2 separate regions of the Danio rerio genome follow, and region 2 is linked to region 1. A link is a contact called in public HiChIP or PLAC-seq data. All regions are on one chromosome and are shown on one strand. The core of a region is the stretch at or near the end of the contact, and the rest is flanking DNA. Distances in the headings are between cores, read along the strand shown. Region 1 holds the start of pbx4 (pre-B-cell leukemia transcription factor 4). Region 2 holds the start of pet100 (PET100 cytochrome c oxidase chaperone).

The links. HiChIP or PLAC-seq counts read pairs in DNA pulled down with a chosen protein or histone mark.
Region 2: an H3K4me3 HiChIP or PLAC-seq map of gastrula embryo shows a contact between it and region 1, with 3 times the contacts expected there. The contact joins the promoter of pet100 here to the promoter of pbx4 in region 1. A contact is called at or near these places in 2 of 4 datasets of contacts at active chromatin or transcription factors (embryo and gastrula embryo).

The regions. Positions count from the first base shown.
Region 1 is chr3:55,534,207-55,539,990 of GRCz12tu, forward strand. pbx4 (pre-B-cell leukemia transcription factor 4) reads left to right here and starts at 1,995. Exons shown (of 8, transcript NM_131447.1): 1 at 1,995-3,107. The coding sequence starts at 2,923.
Region 2 is chr3:55,762,993-55,769,090 of GRCz12tu, forward strand. It overlaps pet100 (PET100 cytochrome c oxidase chaperone), which reads left to right and starts at 3,102. Exons shown (of 4, transcript NM_001303057.1): 1 at 3,102-3,199; 2 at 3,411-3,497; 3 at 4,154-4,186. The coding sequence starts at 3,173.

The DNA.
Region 1 (5,784 bases), core at 745-3,244:
TTCAGCGTCAGTAACCATTAAAAATTGCTATAATGTTAAATTTGCAGGTAAACAGTGGTGGAAAGAGTACGGACAAATCATACTCAAGTACCATTACTTGTCCAAAACTGTAATGGTAGTAAAAGTATCGGCTGTATAGACCTTTAAAAGGTACTCAAGAGTAGTAAGTATTGCGCTGTAAAGGCTGATGCATCAATTTGTGCATGTGTGTGTGAAAACGTAACATTCTGTCGTGCATTTAGTGATTGTTTAAGGTCATTTGGTGATTTTAGTCATCATACATCCGCCATCTTCTCATCAGTGACATGCAGTCTAAACTGTCTCAGTCATTGCGTGTAATGATTTTGTTATGAGGTTGTTCTGTATAATGTGATTTTCTTTGTGCGATTTGACTAAATGGCAATCACAGAACAGATTATTCAGCGTCTCTACTTCTACTTCTTTACTAGACAATCACCAAAGATGAAAAAAAATAATGAAGAAGTGCTAGCAGGTTAAAGAAGTGGAGTAAAAGTAGTGATCCTGCACTAAAGAAGGGAAAGTTAAAGTAAACATTTTTAAAACTAATTAGTTAAGTATACACTCCCTGGTAAAAACTACTTGATTACAGTAATTTAAGTATTTGTAATTTGTTACTTCACACCACTGCACGCTGCAGCTAAAACATGTTCAAAAAAAGTCTCCTACAATAATGAAATGAGGTAAAGGTGGCTTTATATTGCCACATTTGTTCAGTGAAAACTGACATTCTCCCTATATTGTTTATATTTTGACTTCAAAACAACATTAGCGCTATTTATCTGGCTGTACTTTCGTTGTCAGTGGCTGCTAATATGACTTCACTATTTAGAATTCACAAAGACTTTCCCTGAACTCGGTTGCAGCTGGAAGGGCATCTGCTGTGTAGAATATGTGCTGGATAAGTTGGAGGTTCATTCCGCTGTGGCGACCCCTAATGAAAAAAGGGAATAAATCGAAGGAAAGTTAGAGAAAGAATGAATTTGCTAAGACTGCTTTTCTGCAATGATATTGATGGCATGGATTTTCTGTTGGATTCCCACTCCAGGATGGAGTAACACATTTTATTTTATGTCTTTATGATTATTAATAAAGTTGAATATTTCAGAGCTTAGATCATATGATGACCTCAATGTCATCCCACTTCAGAGTAAAACCTATAATAAATGTGTGTCATTGCTTTTTCTGTATGTCAAATTATTTGTTTCCTTGGGATCTACCCAGCCAGGTCAGAGGTCATGGAGACCTTGAGTGGACCTGGACTATTAAAAAATTAGGAAAAAACTGTTCATATTGTCATTTGCTATTAATAATGTGTAGTGATATTTGCCATTTCAAGTGTTGAATCTTTTAAAGTTAATTCATTTGTATGTAAGCTGTAGAAAAAAGGAAACGGCAATATTATTAAACGTCTTCAGTGCTGATTTTTACAACCATTCAGGTAAGTCTGTATTTCATCCTCTACGTATTTAATTTGATGAGAATGGTGGTATATTTTGCATCATGCTTTGAACAGAATTTTGACACCATACTTCCTTAAACTACCTAAACTTACCATGGCATCACCTTTCTAATCCATTGTACGCGGATCTATTTCATTCACTGTGAATCTGTAATTACAGTCTCTAAATATTCCACCGCTTGTGTAACAGAAACCATAGTTACACTGATCAACCCACAGCACTCGCCATACATTGTTTTTACTTTTGTTGAAAGCACCAACACATGCCTCTGTTCGGCTATGGTTACAGAAGGAAAGTGTACAAAAGCACTTTACATGATCTGTTTGGGAAGAGAGACGCGCAAGTTGTTTACAAACGTGCACAGACGCGCGAGTCGTGCGCGCGCGGCACCGCAGCGGCTCTTTTGTGCGCGGTGATGACGTAGGGCTCGTCTGTAGTAGCGTGAACGCGCGCAGTGGTGCGCTCGCTCAGAGGGGGAGAAAGAGCCGCCGAGGAGGGCAGAAACACAAGAGAGGGGCAAGTCTTTCTACGACAGCACCGCGGCTTGGGAACAAACCAACTGTGTCGGGTCGGCTGGCATGGAGCTGAGCGTTTCCATTCTGAGCCATTTCGAGCCGTCCGCCTAGAGCCGGGGCATTTCGCGCAAGGCCGGGGGCAGTTTTGCTGTTGGTCCCGGGGGTTTGTGGAGCCCGAGTGAATCTGTTGCTAGCAGCGCTCGAATGCTAGTTAGCCCCGCTGCTAAGCAGCTAGCCAACACTGCGAGTCAATTGTGTCGGAGATCTCGGAAATACGTTTAAAAGCGGTCACGTTCACCCGCCGCTCTCGCGATTCGTTTTGCTCGTTGAGTTTCGTCTTTTTCCCCAGCGGGAGGACGCTAATAAGCGGTCGCGCGAGTTTCTATTTCGATTTATTTCCAGCTAAGACTTTTTTTCTTCTCTCTATTAGCTTGTTAGCCGCTCTGGTTGGTTTAGTCCAGCTTGTTAGTAGTGTCTGAGATTTCTACTGTAATAGCTGTCAGCGACATCAGCCCCTTGACGAAAAGCCAGTTTATGTGGACATGAATGATCGTGTTTGGTTGTTTCGAGTGGCAATAGTTTGAGATGCCGCGCATGGGATACTTCATGTTTCCAGGGACGCTCTTATTTTCTTGTTAGTCTGCTTTATGGGAGTGCTAGTGTGCAGCCTTTTGCTGTAGACAACACTGGTTTTTAGCAGGAACCGCACGCGGTGTTTCACCATCGGTCGCGCGTCGTTTGGATGTGGTTCAGCCTCACATTTCAGTCGCACTCTCGTTGTTTGTTTTCTTTTTTTATCTAGTGGCTCGTTCGGCTCCGCGTTTGTATCTGCGCTGTCGGTGGTACATGCTCACTGAGACAGCCCGCTGAAACACGCTTTCATTGGTTTGCGGCGGGGAAACGGAGAGATTCGGCTCAAAAGTATTATGGATGATCAGACCCGAATGCTGGCTAGCATGGGCGGACTCGGCGGACTCTCGCAAGCCGACGTGGGTGACCCCGATTCGGTTCGGAAGCAGCAGTCGCTCGGTCAACCGCAGCAAGACATAGGAGATATCCTCCAGCAGATCATGGCCATCACCGACGAGAGCCTCGACGAAGCCCAGGCGAGGTAAGAAGTGTGGCCGCACTCAGGAAAAAAGCACTCTTTATTTGATGGATTGAGAGGTACTTCATTGAGCTCTCTGAGGGGAATTGATGTGCAACAGCAAATAGACACAATCTGCACACCTCGTTGCGTTATATATAAATAGCTGCGTTTGTGCGGCCGCGTGAAAACCCACTGTGATGAAATAAGCATAAGGTGTAATGCGTTTACTCCTTCAGATATGCACAGTGCAAAATACACTGTTTATTTACCACGTTTGTTTAGGTGCTTTTGGCTCCCTCTTTTTAAGTTGTAAAAAGTTGGCCTTAAGCTGATTGAGGTTACCATATTAATTTGAGGTTTTAATGAAGAAAAGCATCTGCCTAATGAATCTAAATGCACTTGGTAAATGATCTTTTGAGGATTACATAATGCAATCATGTTTTAACCCTCAGGTGCTCCTTTCGTGGCCGCCAAAAATGCTCGATTTTTACCATTTGTTTTGTTCAGTATTTCTTTTTGCATTGTATGCTATGCATTTCTATTGGTTTAGTTATTATCTATTTATTACTCATTAATAGCCTTTATGCATAGACCTGAATATGTAGTTTTCAACTTAGGTTTTTGGAGTACAGACTAAAGTCAGTAAGATTTAGTTTTAGCTTTTCTTCCATTACAATTTTAAGTTAAAAATATGAGTAAAAGCATTTTTTCAGGATAGCCAACGTTTACATTTCAAGAAAGTGTATTTAATCAGTTTTTGTGAGTCCGGTAGTTTTTGATTTAAAAAAAATAAATAAACCATTTACAGGAATTTTGTGTCTACAAATCTTGAGAAAAGCAATCAAACTCAGTAATTTTAGGTTGATACGTTTATAAAGGTGCTCAGGTGCTCCTTTCGTGGCAGCCAAAAATGCCAGATTTAACCAATGGTTTTCTTCAATGTTTTGTTTAAAAGGATTTTATGTTACTTATTTCAGTTTATGTAGGTATTATCTACTTATTTACAGCATTTATGCATAGACCTGGAAATGTTATGTTTTTTGAGTACAGACTTAAGTCATTCAGATTTAGTTGTAGCTTTCACACCATTCCAGTGTTAATTAAGTTAAATTAAATGAATAGAAGCATTTTTGTGCTAGGATTACCCACAATTACATTTCAAGAGTGTTTTTTAACCAGATTTTGTGAGTCCAATGGTTTTTTGATATCAAAATAGAAAGCATTTAAGAATTGTGTGTTTTCACAGCAAAACACATGAATCGAAGCACACGTTTTAAGAAAATCAGTAATTTTAGGTTGCAAATTTATATATATGCCTTTGCCAAGTCCTGGAGGGACTGTTTAAAATACTATTACGGCCTTGTGTGTGTGTGTTTTGATTTTAACGATTTCTGCCAACAAACATCCCTGAATTCCCCTCCTATAATTCCCTTAATATACTCCAAAAATAAACCAAAGACACAAGTATTTTCCCTCCTTTGGCTTTGCTAAATGGGGCCAGAAAGGCTTCAGAGGTCAACCAATATGTTTGTTATCAGGAGCCCATGGGCTCTGTGAAGCCATTTGGTCTTCAGCGAGCGTCTGCCAGATTGAGGCCCCACTAGATAAATGAATTGGATTAATGTGCTACCTCGTCATTAGCATAGATAATCAGCACGCGCTTAATTAAGTCATCGCCGTCAAACAGTGTCAGACTTAACCTCGAGACGAAAACACCCGACAAGTTTGACGACTTTCCCACCTTTTCCTGCAGATTCTCCTCACACACAGCCGGTGTGTGTTTATATATTTATATATATTGACCGCAGTGAAATTGATCTGGCATGGATCGCTAGATTGCGCACTGTGACCTGCGATCTGTTGAAAGGTCAGTGGAGTGGCGGATCCTGGACAAAAGCTGCTTTTTAATGAGGGATCGTATGTGCGTGTATGCCCTGTGATGTGTCATTAGCTTGTGATTTTCCACCAAGCCATTTGACCACCTGGTTCTCTTAATTAATTCACTTCTCTTTTACCCTCCTCCTCCTCCCTGGTGTTCATCCTTTTCATTGTGTGTTGGGCGCAATCAATTCTCCTATAATGTGTGCGCGTGTGCAGCTGTCCACAAATTGAGTTTCTATTAATGAGATGGAGGGTCGCAACACGGCCAACTTATGAACGCCGAGATATTGCCTTTATATCTATAGTGCGTGCGTTGGGTGATTGTGTCGTGTAGTGACTTTGCTGCGCTTGTGCAAGAGACTCATGAATGAATGATGTTGCGAGAGCGTGCTTGTCTGGTTGAAGTGGGTTTTATGGGTATTTGGTGGAAGATCAGCAGTCATTAGGAATGAGGAACTGTTCACCGAAAAATGAATATACTTTTATTGTTTCGTCGAATGCCCTGGCTGCTGGGTGTAAGTAATGAAAGCGATTGGCGGTGCCATCCAGCTCCATAAATGATAAAGTACTAGGTAGTTAAAATGACCGGTGCTATATATTTTTAAGTTTTATGTCAGATGCCTTATGAAGCCGTATGATAACTTTAAGGAAAAGACCAATATCTAAGGTGGTCGAGCGTGTTTTATAATTGAAGACATTCCCGACTGTCAATTTTAAATACAAAAAATTATAAATTGAGTTAATTATACCCTTAAAATAATTTTTTATGTAGCGTAAAATGATTGTACGTTTACCATCCTTAGAACGATGCATTTGG
Region 2 (6,098 bases), core at 1,852-4,351, 230 kb after region 1:
TTTTTTCATTATAGGACCTTGAGCTCTGCTCCAACTTCAGATGATTACAAGTGATCAAAGTTATTTTTTGACCAAGTAGTGTAAATCTAGATGGATGGATGGATGGATATAGATAGATGAATGAATAGATGGATAGATAGATAGATAGATAGAGAGAGAGAGAGAGAGAGAGAGAGGGAGGGATGGATGGATTGATGGATGGATAGGTGGTTTGATAGATAATTAGATGGTATGATAGATAAATAGAAGGATGGATGGACAGATGGATGATTGGATGGATGATTGGATGGGTGGATAGGTGGAAGATAGATAGATAGATAGATAGATAGATAGATAGATAGATAGATAGATAGATAGATAGATAGATAGATAGATAGATAGATAGATAGATAGATAGATAGATAGATGGATGCATGGATGGATGGATAGGTGGATGGGTGAATAAATGCATGGATGGATGGATATATGTATGATTGGTTGGATCGATTGATCGATAAATGGAAAGGTGGTGGATTGATGAATGGATAAATGTATGATTAGATGGATGGGTGGATTTATGATTAATTGGATGGATCGATTGATAAATGGATAGGTGGATGGATAAATGGATGGATGGATGGATGGATGGACAGATAGTTGGATGATAGATAGATAGATAGATAGATAGATAGATAGATAGATAGATAGATAGATAGATAGATAGATAGATAGATAGATAGATAGATGGATGGATGGATGGATCATTTGATGAATAGACAGGTGGATGGTTAAATTGATGCATGGATGGATGGATGGATGGATGGGTGGATGATACATGGATGGATCGATAGATGGAAAGGTGGATGGATGATTGATAGATGTATGATTGGATGGATGATTGGATGGGTGGATGGTTAAGTTGATGCATGAATGGACGGATGATTGGATGGATGGATCGGTGGATGATACATGGATGGATGGATGATAGATGGATACATGGATGGATAAATAGATGGGTGGATCAGTAATTTCTCTTGATAATGGTGCCAGTTAAAGTATTTGTTTTCCTATTACTGCATGCATTAAGATTTATTTAAATAACAAAAACTGAAAAAATAGAATAAAAACAAAACTGCAGAGTGAATTTTCAACATGTGAAGTTTCCAGAAGAGATCAAAGACCTGTAATGCACAAAGACTAAAAATAATTACAGAAAATGTGTAAAAACAGCTATTTGACACATCTTAGCATAAAATAAAAACATTGTGAGTTCATATCTCAGAATAAACTAGGGCTTTATTGTGCCATTCATATTAGATAATTGTCAGAATTGACTTTTAACATTATAAAACGTATGAACACACAACTGTGTTTAGTCATAATCTACAGTCACAACTAGAGTCGGTATTGCGAGAAATAGTTGCTGTTCTGAAGGGAAAAAAAAGTCAAAATTGCAATAGGAATGCCTATGATCTGTCAACCGCAAAACAGCAGCAATTTTGAAGTAAGTGTTTGTTAACATTAATAATGACAGAATTATATTTTTATTTACTTTTTAAAATTCATTTATTTAGGTGAACTATCCCCTTCAATCGTCCTCCAAATAGAAAATATCTTACAATAAGTGTGACTATATAGTTATTTTCATCTATTTTTGGGGGACTAAAACCGGTTATTGCTAGATCAGATATGATTGTGGCCGGAAGTTAACTAGAATTATTTTTATTAATTATTAAATCTCCCATTAATTGTATTTTATTAACGTCTACCCCAACCATCACAGCAATGTAAAACCCTTTACAGTGTTATTTATGGTATTTAATAATTTACCCAATAAATTGTATTTTATCAGTCTACCCACTGTCACAGTACTGTAAAATGATTGATTAATGTTATATAGTGTTTAATAATGATGCTATATTGGTGTACATATCTGCAGCTGTATTCTAACATGACTCGAATGCGCACAGACATTATGGTTACTTGTCAACTTGAGGACCTATATGGTAAATTCTAGATAGGATACAGCGGTGTATACGCACATCAATACAGCATAATTTTTATGACACTGTATAACACTAATTAATATTTTACATTACTGTGATGGTTGAGTTTAGGGTTGGGGTGGAGCTAGACGTTAATAAAATACAATTTATTGGGTAATTTAATAAATTATATGAAGAATATTGTTTATAATAACAGTTTTTTACAGTACTGTGATGGATGGGTTTAGGGTAGACGTTAATAAAATACAATTAATGGTAAATTGAATAAATAATACAAATAATTCTCGTTAACTACGCAATGAGTATCTGATCTGTCATCTAGCAACAACCAACCTAAATCGAGGTCCCCACAGGCAAGCCAAACAGAATAGAGTGAATAATATAAGTGCAAATGATTTCCTGTGAGGGTTTGCTTTAGGGGTATGGGGATAAAATAAACATCATTACGTCTATGAGAGTCCTCACCGGGATTAAATAGCAAGTGAGAGTCTCTCTCGGTGCGTATGAGGGATGTGTGATGCAAAGTTGCAGCGTGTTTTCATCATGCTCGTGCACCTGTGTCCGCTCAGCGATTGCACGCGCTTTCATAAGCCTGCAGCCGGATGACGTCACCGCTAAGATCTATTGGAGAAGCAACTCGAGTTTGGACGGTCGGTTACAGTAAATCAACGGACATATCTGTTAATAAATACCAACCCTCAGCAAAGTTAAATATTAATGATAATAAAAATAAAGATTTGCTGATAATGTAGCTGTGACTATTGCTTGATACGGTTGCGGCCGCGGAAGTTAGCGAGAATTATTTATATTATTTATAAAATTTCCCATTAATTGTATTTTATTATAACGTCTACCCCAACACTAAACTCAACCGTCACAGTAATGTAAAATTGCTATTTTCACCGAGCGCTGTTCACTAAGCTACGCAGTAAATTGTATTTTTTACGTCTATCCCCACCAAAACCCTTAACCTACCGTCACAGTACTGTAAAACTATTAATTATTGTAAAATAGCGTCACGAAAAATGATGCTGCATTAATGTGCGTATCCGCAGCTGTATCCTATCAAGACTTTTCCCTGATTCAGATATACTGTATACGTACATAGACGTGCGTATTCCGAACCTTTATTTTGACATATTCTGGAACAGGAAGTGCCTGAATGTGTGATTGTCAAGCTGTAGGACATGGGGGTTAAAATTGAGATTTTTAGGGTGAGTTTGACGTTTTATTTATGCTTGAAGGCTGATAATGTTCTTCTAAAACTATATGAACTTATATTAATGCAGCTTTTGGGAAATAAACGACGAACTGAAGCTGTAAATGTCCTGCTTTGCTAAACACAGAGGGCACTGCGCGTTCATGTGAATATCTATATTCATGTATTAATATTTATTCTTAATTATTATTATTTTCCCCACACAGATGATGGTGTATTTGTCGTTTCCAGTGGCGATGTTTTGGATTTCAAACCAAGCCGAGTATTTTGAGGAATATATCGTGAAGAGAAAGGTTGGTTATTAGTCAGAGTTAATGAAGTGATGTTATAACTTACATTTTTTGACAAGGTTTTATGATCGTTTCACGTTTTCAAACTTTGAAATGTTTCATATTTACTATTTTCTCCACAAATAAGTTATCTAAATGATAAAATACTTAACGTACATGACATTTTGCAGTTAGTATATAAAGTAAAAAACAAATAATATTTGAAGAGTTCAGATGCAAAAACCTCTAAGTGCCATCTGAAATTGAAGATTTTTCTCATCCTCCTTTGTTTATGTTGTGTTATTTTACTTTAAAGACCGTATTATTTGCTGTAAAAGTGGCATTACTGAACCTACCCACATGAGCCTGATAAAAATGCTCATTTTAGAAGAGAATGTCAGATGTAATTTAGAGGTTTTTGCATCTGAACTCTTCATATGTTCATTTTTCAAAGCATGTTTTTAATGCAAATCCTGAGAACTGAAAATAACTTTGAAGAGGACTTTTAATTTGTTTCCAACCCAACATTAATATTACATTATATATTATACAATAATAACATTATACCTTTTGTTTGATGCATGATTTTTACTATTGACTTCATATATATATGGTTATTTAGCTGTTTTATTTTTGTTTTTATATTGCGTGATCATATTATTATGTGACATATTTTTTAGAGGGAGATCTTCCCGCCTGATGAGAAACTGCAGGTATGTATTCTCTCTTTCATTTGCAAGCTTTTAGATGTAAACAAACTTTCACATTGGGGGTTTGTGTAAATAAACAGATCATTTAGTAGATAATGTATTGCGTAAAATTAATATCTACTGTATTTGTTTATGAGTCCAAAGGTAATTTTAGTGGCTTTCATTGTGTTCTAAATAGCTCGAAAAAAATAAAGTAGCAAAATATGGGTGAAATAATGTTTTTTTTTTTAATGCATATTCTGACTAGCGATAGATAGATAGATAGATAGATAGATAGATAGATAGATAGATAGATAGATAGATAGATAGATAGATAGATAGATAGATAGATAGGTAGATAGATAGACAGATAGATAGACAGACTGATAGATAGATAGATAGATAGATAGATAGATAGACAGATAGACAGACTGATAGATAGATAGATAGATAGATAGATAGATAGACAGACAGACAGACAGACAGACAGACTGACTGACTGACTGACTGACAGGTAGGTAGGTAGGTAGGTAGGTAGGTAGATAGATAGACAGACAGACTGATAGATAGATAGATAGATAGATAGATAGATAGATAGATAGATAGATAGATAGATAGAGAGACAGATAGACAGACTGATCAATAGATAGATAGACAGATAGACAGACTGATAGATAGACAGACAGACAGACAGACAGACAGACAGACAGACAGACAGATAGATAGATAGACAGACAGACAGACAGACAGATAGATAGATAGATAGATAGATAGATAGATAGATAGATAGATAGATAGACAAATAGACAGACTGATAGATAGATAGATAGATAGATAGATAGATAGATAGATAGATAGATAGATAGATAGATAGATAGATAGACAGATAGACAGACTGAGATAGATAGATAGATAGATAGATAGACAGACTGATAAATAGACAGATAGACAGATAGATAGATAGACAGATAGACAGATAGACAGATAGACAGATAGACAGATAGATAGATAGACAGATAGACAGATAGATAGATAGATAGATAGATAGATAGATCGATAGACAGAAAGACAGACTGATAAATTGATAGACAGAAAGACAGACTGATAAATTGATAGACAGAAAGACAGACTGATAAATTGATAGACAGAAAGACAGACTGATAAATAAATAGATAGATGGACGGACGGACGGACGGACGGACGGATGGATGGACGGACATGTGTCCTGGAGAGTTTAGCTCCAACCCTAATTAAACACACCTGAACCAGCTAATCAAGCTCTTACTATGTATACTAGAAACTTTTAGGCAGGTGTGTTGAAGCAAGTTGGAGCTAAAGTCAGCCGGACACCGGCCCTCCAGGACTGACTTTGGACACCCCTGGGTTAAGTAGTATTTTGGAGCTATGTTGTGATATTTAAATGGAGTTTATTCATATGTTGTCATATAATTCTGGTTTAAAAAAAAGACCTGACAAGATTTTGTGGTTTTCGGTATGTAAATGGTTATTACACTAAATTACATTTGGTCACACTTTATTCTGATGATCCGTTTGTTGAATTTAACTTGCATTGCATCACCATGCCAACTAATTCTCATTAGATTATAAGTAGACTGTTTGGTTAGGGTTAGTGTTAGTTGACATGTACGTGCAAAGTTTCTTATAATCAGTTAAATGTCTGTTTGGAGCAGTATCAACAGATATTAAGTAGACAGTCTACTAATACTCAAGTGAACCATCAAAATAAAGTGTTACCATACATTTTAGTGTAAATTAGTACAAAAATGTACAACATGCGTTATTTTTGCTAAGAAAAAAAAAAAAACAAAGCTACACATGTGATGTATGCTTTTTTAAAAAGATTGTTATTGTACACTTATTTGTCTTGATGCTTGAAACCCTTTTTTAGTCGGTATGAAGTGAGCTTCAATGATAA